Regions from separate parts of the Arachis hypogaea genome. Here region 1 is linked to region 2. A link is a contact called in public Hi-C data. All regions are on one chromosome and are shown on one strand. The core of a region is the stretch at or near the end of the contact, and the rest is flanking DNA. Distances in the headings are between cores, read along the strand shown.

Region 1 (3,404 bases), core at 145-2,644, 280 kb before region 2:
CCACTTCCACTACAGAGTGCTGGTACCATATCTGGAAGTTCCTCAAGTAGCCACCCACTGGCTCTCCATTGGTGAGTAACCCAAGTGTATGTGGGTCTTCGGACGCCAACACTCTACGAATGCAAAAATTGGGGTTTTGTCTAACAGAAAGTCCTTGACCTGTATTATGTTGCCAAACCTAACCTCCCTCAAGTAAGGAAAAATGACATCCGATGGTGCAAGAATAATGTGCCTAACTCGCATAAAAAGTAGGAGATAAGGCCTCTGTTAAATTAAAAAATGAATTAATATGTAACATATTTCAAAATAGAATTAAGAATATAAAATACGAAATAAAAAAATTAAAATGTAATAAACAATTATTTTAAATGTGATACTTTAATATTTTTTAAAATTACTAAATTAATTCCTAACATAAATATTAAAATAAAAATAAAAATTATTAAAAAACTATTTCAAATGACAGTAAATTTATTGTCATGCATTTATTTTCTAAATCAAACATTTAAAATACTTATTTACAAAAATTCCATCTAATATTCACTAAGACAAGTTACTTAAAATATATATCAACAATTAATAAAAACTAAAAAACAACTAACCTAAGTTATGTTCCTGACACAACACCTATTTTAGTCATACATATTAATACATATTTAATCTATAAAAATACAATAACTATAATTATATGTTTTTTTATTGATCAAAAGAAAATATAATAACACTAACATGAAAGTTAATCACTCCAGCGATATGCCATATCGCGTTCAGACGGTTAATATCGTCATTCCTTGTATCTTCGCGCGTCATAAAGTCAAAATATCTCAAGAAAAAGATTTAAGAGGAAGAAAGGCAGTGAAAAACGTTTGAAAATGATACTTCAAAAGTGCTATATTGAACGAGTTATATATATAGGTGCCGTTTAATTTGTGCAAATCTTGTTTTGCAGTATAAACGAATTGATAATGCACGTATCTTGTTTACATTGTAAACGAGATATGCTCTGTTACACAATACGTGTGCACCTGCGACACATTCATCGATGTACATATTTTATCTTGTTTACAGTGTAAACAAAATATGTACATAATCAATTTGTTTACACTGTAAACGAGATAAGTAATAAGATTTAAAAACGTAAATTGTCTTTACATGAGCTATTTCAGTAAATAAAAGAATTAAATTATTTATTTAAAAAGAAATCCCACAAACCTTACTATAATAATTTTATATACCTATTTCTTATCTAAAATTTATTGGTTTTTTTTTTTTTTTGGTCTTGATCTAAAATTTATTGTTTAAATAACTTTGGTTGACCTCATTTAGCTTACACTTCAGTGTAATTTGTTTTTTTTTTTCCCGGAAAAAGTCTAGGACCACCAAATTGACCCATACTAACATAACAAAAAGTTGAGCCATTTTTTTACGAGAAAAGAGAATTTAGCCCATTGTACAAATTTATTCTATTCTTCCCATGATGTATTCATGGCCAACTTACCAAAAACATTTGGATGTAGTAGAAATGACTATTTTCAAATACAAAAGCAGGCACATTCTGAAAAACCCAACATTAAAATCATATCTTATAAATGTCCAAACCTAAAGAGGAAGCTCAAGTTAGATGACCCAAAAAGAATGCGCATCTGTTTACCCAAAAAAACAAAAGGAAGAGAAAACACGTATCATGTTTTTTTTTTTTTTTTTTTTTTTTTTTGTTAAAAGACAAAATACAAAAAATACAATTAAACAAAAAAATTTGGTTGAAAACGTAAGAAACAATAGATAACAAAATAGGTAAAATATCTATTTTAAAGCAGTGGTAATACTATTTATATTTAAAATCAATTTTGTCTATTTATATCACATTCTAACGTTAAGAATCCGTTTTACTTTTACTGCCACTTGATTCCTTAAAAGGGATGGAAGTAAAATGCTTGAAAATTAACGCAAAAGAAAGGAAGTTGAATTGTACTTAATTTTTTTTTTTTTTTTGAAGTTTGACTAAAAATAATAAACTTGAAAAACTTATCAAGTATTTGGACTTGAACAGTAAAATATAGAAGTTAAAAAAATTGTTCATAAGGTGTCAAATTAAACTTAAAATCTATAAATGCATGAAAGGCGTTCACAAGATAATAGACTATAATATATAATTGTTTGATCGAGACTCGTTTATATCCAATTTTTATCAATAATTGATATTTTCACTATAATAATTCAATGTTATAAGATAGTATTTAGAATAGTCTTCACAAACTTTTTACTTTAAATCCATCATAATATAAAATATTTTTATATTTTTTTAAGTATTCTAAAGTTAAGCCTTAGACTCAGAATTTAAAGATACAAGAATCTTAGATATTTTTATTACAGGTTTTTAATCACTATTAGATCAAAGTATAATGAGTATTAAAATGGTGTATATGAGATCACATACATGTACAAAATTTGGGATCTAATTCCAGAATTTTATTAAGTGTTAAAATTTTGGAGATACGTATAGTAATCTGGTGTATAATATATAAATATAACATAGATTACAGACAATTAATTAAGAATAATCTTCTAAGATGAGAAAATATTTATAAAGAAAAATCTAAAAATTAAATTGATGAAACATTTTATATATATATATATATATATTTATTTATTTTGAACAACACTTCGTTAGTTGTTCACTCGTTAGTTTAAGTCTTTTATTATTTTTGAGGCGTTGGAATTATGACTTTCACTTTTTAAGGTAAGCTTGATAATTCAAAATCAAATTTTGAGGTTATAAACTTGTAATAAAACCCTTTTCAGGTCTCAAATTTATTTAATTTGCTTTATTACTTTGAAAATAACTCTAATGATAAAAGACACTTAAATAAACGTTTAAATAAAAATTAATAAAATTTTTATAGAATTAAATGATAATTAGATTTGTGTTCGATTTCAAACTAATTAGTCCTTAAAAAAAAGTACAAAGTAGGTCCTCTATGATAATAAACGATGGATATGTATGTCTTTTCGCTAATGGATAGTACGAAATAAAATAGAATTGTCTATGTATTTCGTTATATATACATTGGTGCATGCGTGTTTCGTTGCTACCACATGAACATGGAAACGATGTAATTTTGGATAAGGAGGCATTTATTATCTTTTGACTTTTCATATAACTTTTATCTATCAATTATTCTGTATTTATCATGAATCCTACTAAAACAGATGAAGTTTCACTCCAAAAGTCATTATCTGCATGACGATCTTTCATAAATAAACACATCATACCAGGTAATGAAACACCATATTTAAATTACGTGATATATTGATAAAAAGACATAACGTATCCACATTTACTATATTAAAAGACTAAATTGATATTTTTTTTTCAAAGACTAATTAATTCGAATTTAAAATAT
Region 2 (3,388 bases), core at 260-2,759:
ATGGAAAATAGCAGGGATGTGAAATTGGCAACTGAGAATTAGGAACTGAAGCTCAGAAACTATATAGGTAGGGTTCTTTCCTTGAATTTTTTTATGTTCATTATATGTTTGGATGTTAAATTCACGGATGGGCCCACAATGAGATTTTTGGAAGGCCCATTTATTTTCAGGCCCACTATTAAAATAAAGTTGAAAAGCAAATGAAAAAAAAAAAACCCCACTGAAATAACATATTCGGCGTTTCGTGGTATACCGAAAAAAATATATATATTTTGTTTCGTGAACAATATTCTGTTTTTATTTCTAATATTTTATATTTCTTAAAAGGAAAAGTCAAAATGGAAAATGAAAAAAATTTAATAATTATAGTGTATAATTAGTGAAAACATTTTCTATTTCCATTTTCTATCATTATTGATAGCGGGTTAATTAAATTCAAGGTAAACCACCGAAAATACATTTGAAGTATTTTAGGGCTGGCAAAAATATTTTCGAATTTTATTATAGATAAAAATATTTTCAAATTATTTAAAAATGTGACAAAATGTCTAACATTAAATATATATTATAAAAAAATATTTTAAAAATTAAATTTTGATGCAGTTTTTTTGTAAGTATTATTAGAAAAATAAGATATATTTATTCTTAAAGTTGTGATCTTTCGCTAAGTATATATATTTTTTTGTAATTTATTTTTCAACAACCAATATTTCTTTTAAAAAATAAAAAAAATCTAAAAGTCAAATTTTTTTTAAATAGTTATCTAACTATTCCTATCAAATTGTAGATCAAATACGTATGCGATTTGTTAAATACAAAAATCATTTGTCACTTATATAAAAATATAATTTTTTGACATTTTTATCGCGTTTTTAAATAATTTAAAAAAAAATTTATCGATAACAAAATTCAAAAATATTTTTATCAGAGGCAAAATAATTCGAGTAAATCTTTTATAATTTATCCTTAAATTCAATAAATAAAAGAAGTTTGTTACTTGAAAAGCCTTGGCCTTGAACGTTGAGCATGTTCTAAGTTCTAACCAAAACTAAATGCGGTAGTTGATTACCACCTTGGTCCAGCTTGACAATGACTAATCGACATTACACCCATTGTTTCTAACAATTTGTGGGCTGAACCAGGAAAAGACGTCACTGTTATGAATTCTTGTGCATTGTTGTTGAACTCATGCTTTGTGGGGTACTGGTTTTCAAGCTGTTTATGAGAGAATCTTTTTGTAAAAGATTGTTGAACAGTAGTTTTATAAATTGCTTAAATACAAGTTTATATTTTCCATAATAATGTAATTTGTCACTATAATCTTGACACTGATTTATTCAGTTGTCTTCTTATCATTTGATGACTGTTGCTTCATTCGAAGAAAATAATGTAGATAGATTAAAGTTGAACCCAACATGTCAACATGATTAATAATAATTAAACCCATCATGAATGGTCTCAATTGCTTGTTGACCTGGTATTCACTCTTGCTACATAAACTTCCACTTCAAGTTAAAAAAAGGAAAATAGTTTTTGTTTTTTCTAACATCCAAATAACTTGATAATTGCATCCCTGGGTGTAGTTATATGATAAGATCATATAAAATTCTAACGTGAAAGGATTCATTCCCCTCCCTTCACCATGGAGGTTGTGAGGATGGTGCTTTCAGTAAAGCCATGAGATCATTGCAGCTTCAAAATGCAGAAAATGCCATTTGAAAGAACACAATATTCAGTGAAAACAAAATACTAAAATCTGATAATGAGAATAGAATTTAAGATCCAAATGGTCAAATTTGCAATTCAGTTATACAATCTGTACAAGAGATTGAACTAGCCACCTTATTTCTGACTATATGTCAAATTAACAAGGGGACTTGACCAAGATCATAACATAGTTAAGCTTATAACATAATAACACCCTAGGTAGTAAAAACAACATCCAAGTAGTTTGCATAGTACACATCAAGCACCTAATAACTAGGCACAACATGAGACTGCTGTTGTTGCTCTTCCGGCACCACTTCATGCTGTGGTGGTTGTTCTCCCTGCCATGACCAAACAATGTCCTTGAGTGCCGGCCGAATGTCATGTTTCAGAAGCTTCTTGTACTCCACTGTGTCACCATTGACCTTTCTCAACTCTACCAGATGGAACTGTGGGGTTATCTCGAAAATCTCAGCAGCAATGCCCAAGATCCCTTTTCTGCCTTCCTTGGAACCTTCTAACTTCAACAAACCTCCGTCTTTCTTCTTCACTTTTAACCGAAAGCGCTTGCAAATGTCTTCCAACTTAGAGAATATGGTCGAGGCGGACTTGTTAGATGTGAACCGGACCTCTTTCTTTTGCTCAGTATCCTCAAACAAACCGGATAAGTCAAAGCCGGAGGAGAAAGAGATTATGTCAAAGGCATTTAAATTGAAAGGTTTTCCCTGCTCTTTCTTGGGCTTTGCAATTGGACAGTTCTCGCATGTGTCGAAAACATCTTCGGCATCCAGAGGGGCTAGCTCTTTGTTTTCAGTTGCAGTAATCACAGACTTGTCTAACCCCTTTTTAAACCAAGAACTTTCCATGATTTTGGCCATTGATATCCTTGTCCTTGGGTTTGGATCCAAGATTTTGGACAACAATCGGCGAACATCAGGTGCAAACCACTTAGGAAATTTGAATTCCGCCTTACCGATTTTCCTATACATCTCCATCAGATTTTTATCCTGAAATGGAAGATAACCAGCCAACAGAGCAAACAAGACTACCCCGCAGGACCATATATCAGCTTTCACCCCATCATAACCCCTTCTGTTTATCACTTCTGGCGCAACATAGGCCGGCGTACCACATGTTGTATGGAGTAATCCATCTTGGTGCTTCGATTCAGCAAGAGCACTCAATCCAAAGTCTGAAACCTTCAAATTCTCATTTTCATCCAATAGTAGATTTTCTGGTTTCAAATCTCGATGGCACACCCCCCGGCTGTGACAATAGTCGACTGCACTAATCAGTTGCTGAAAGTATCTCCTGGCAACATCCTCTTTGAGTTTTCCTTTAAGTATCTTGTTGAAGAGCTCACCCCCTTTTGCATACTCCATGACGAAGTAGATTTTGGTTTTACTGGCCATTACCTCATAAAGCTCCACCACATGCGGATGCTGAATTAGTCTCATCACCGAAATTTCACGCTTAATCTGTTCAATCATCCCAACTTTCAATATCTTCTCTTTGTCAATTACCTTAATGGCCACACTCATGCCAGTTGCAAGGTTCCTAGCATGGTAGACCTTTGCAAAGGTCCCTTGGCCTAATAACTTCCCTAGTTCGTATCGCTGCATAAGCACACTTCCTTTTTGTTCCATTTCTAGTAAGACCTACACGGGATGCTGAAATCAGT

The links. Hi-C and Micro-C count contacts between places; a contact is called where the count stands out from the background.
Region 1: a Hi-C map of leaf shows a contact between it and region 2, with 2.8 times the contacts expected there. The contact joins the enhancer-like site here to the promoter of LOC112743818 in region 2. A contact is called at or near these places in 2 of 8 Hi-C or Micro-C datasets (leaf and an unstated tissue).

Annotation. Positions count from the first base shown.
Region 1 is chr14:118,565,866-118,569,269 of arahy.Tifrunner.gnm2.J5K5, reverse strand. No RefSeq gene overlaps it. Among protein-coding and RNA genes, the nearest start is that of LOC112743007, 16 kb to the right of the region's middle. Within about 2 kb of position 1,394, at least 1 of the 3 cell types and tissues checked has open chromatin away from gene starts, as enhancers often do.
Region 2 is chr14:118,290,543-118,293,930 of arahy.Tifrunner.gnm2.J5K5, reverse strand. LOC112743818 (small ribosomal subunit protein eS25x) reads right to left here and starts at 1,509. Exons shown (of 4, transcript XM_025793169.3): 1 at 1-1,509. The coding sequence starts at 2. LOC112743817 (CBL-interacting protein kinase 2) reads right to left here. Exons shown (of 2, transcript XM_025793166.3): 2 at 1,775-3,388. The coding sequence starts at 3,353. The coding sequence ends at 1,974.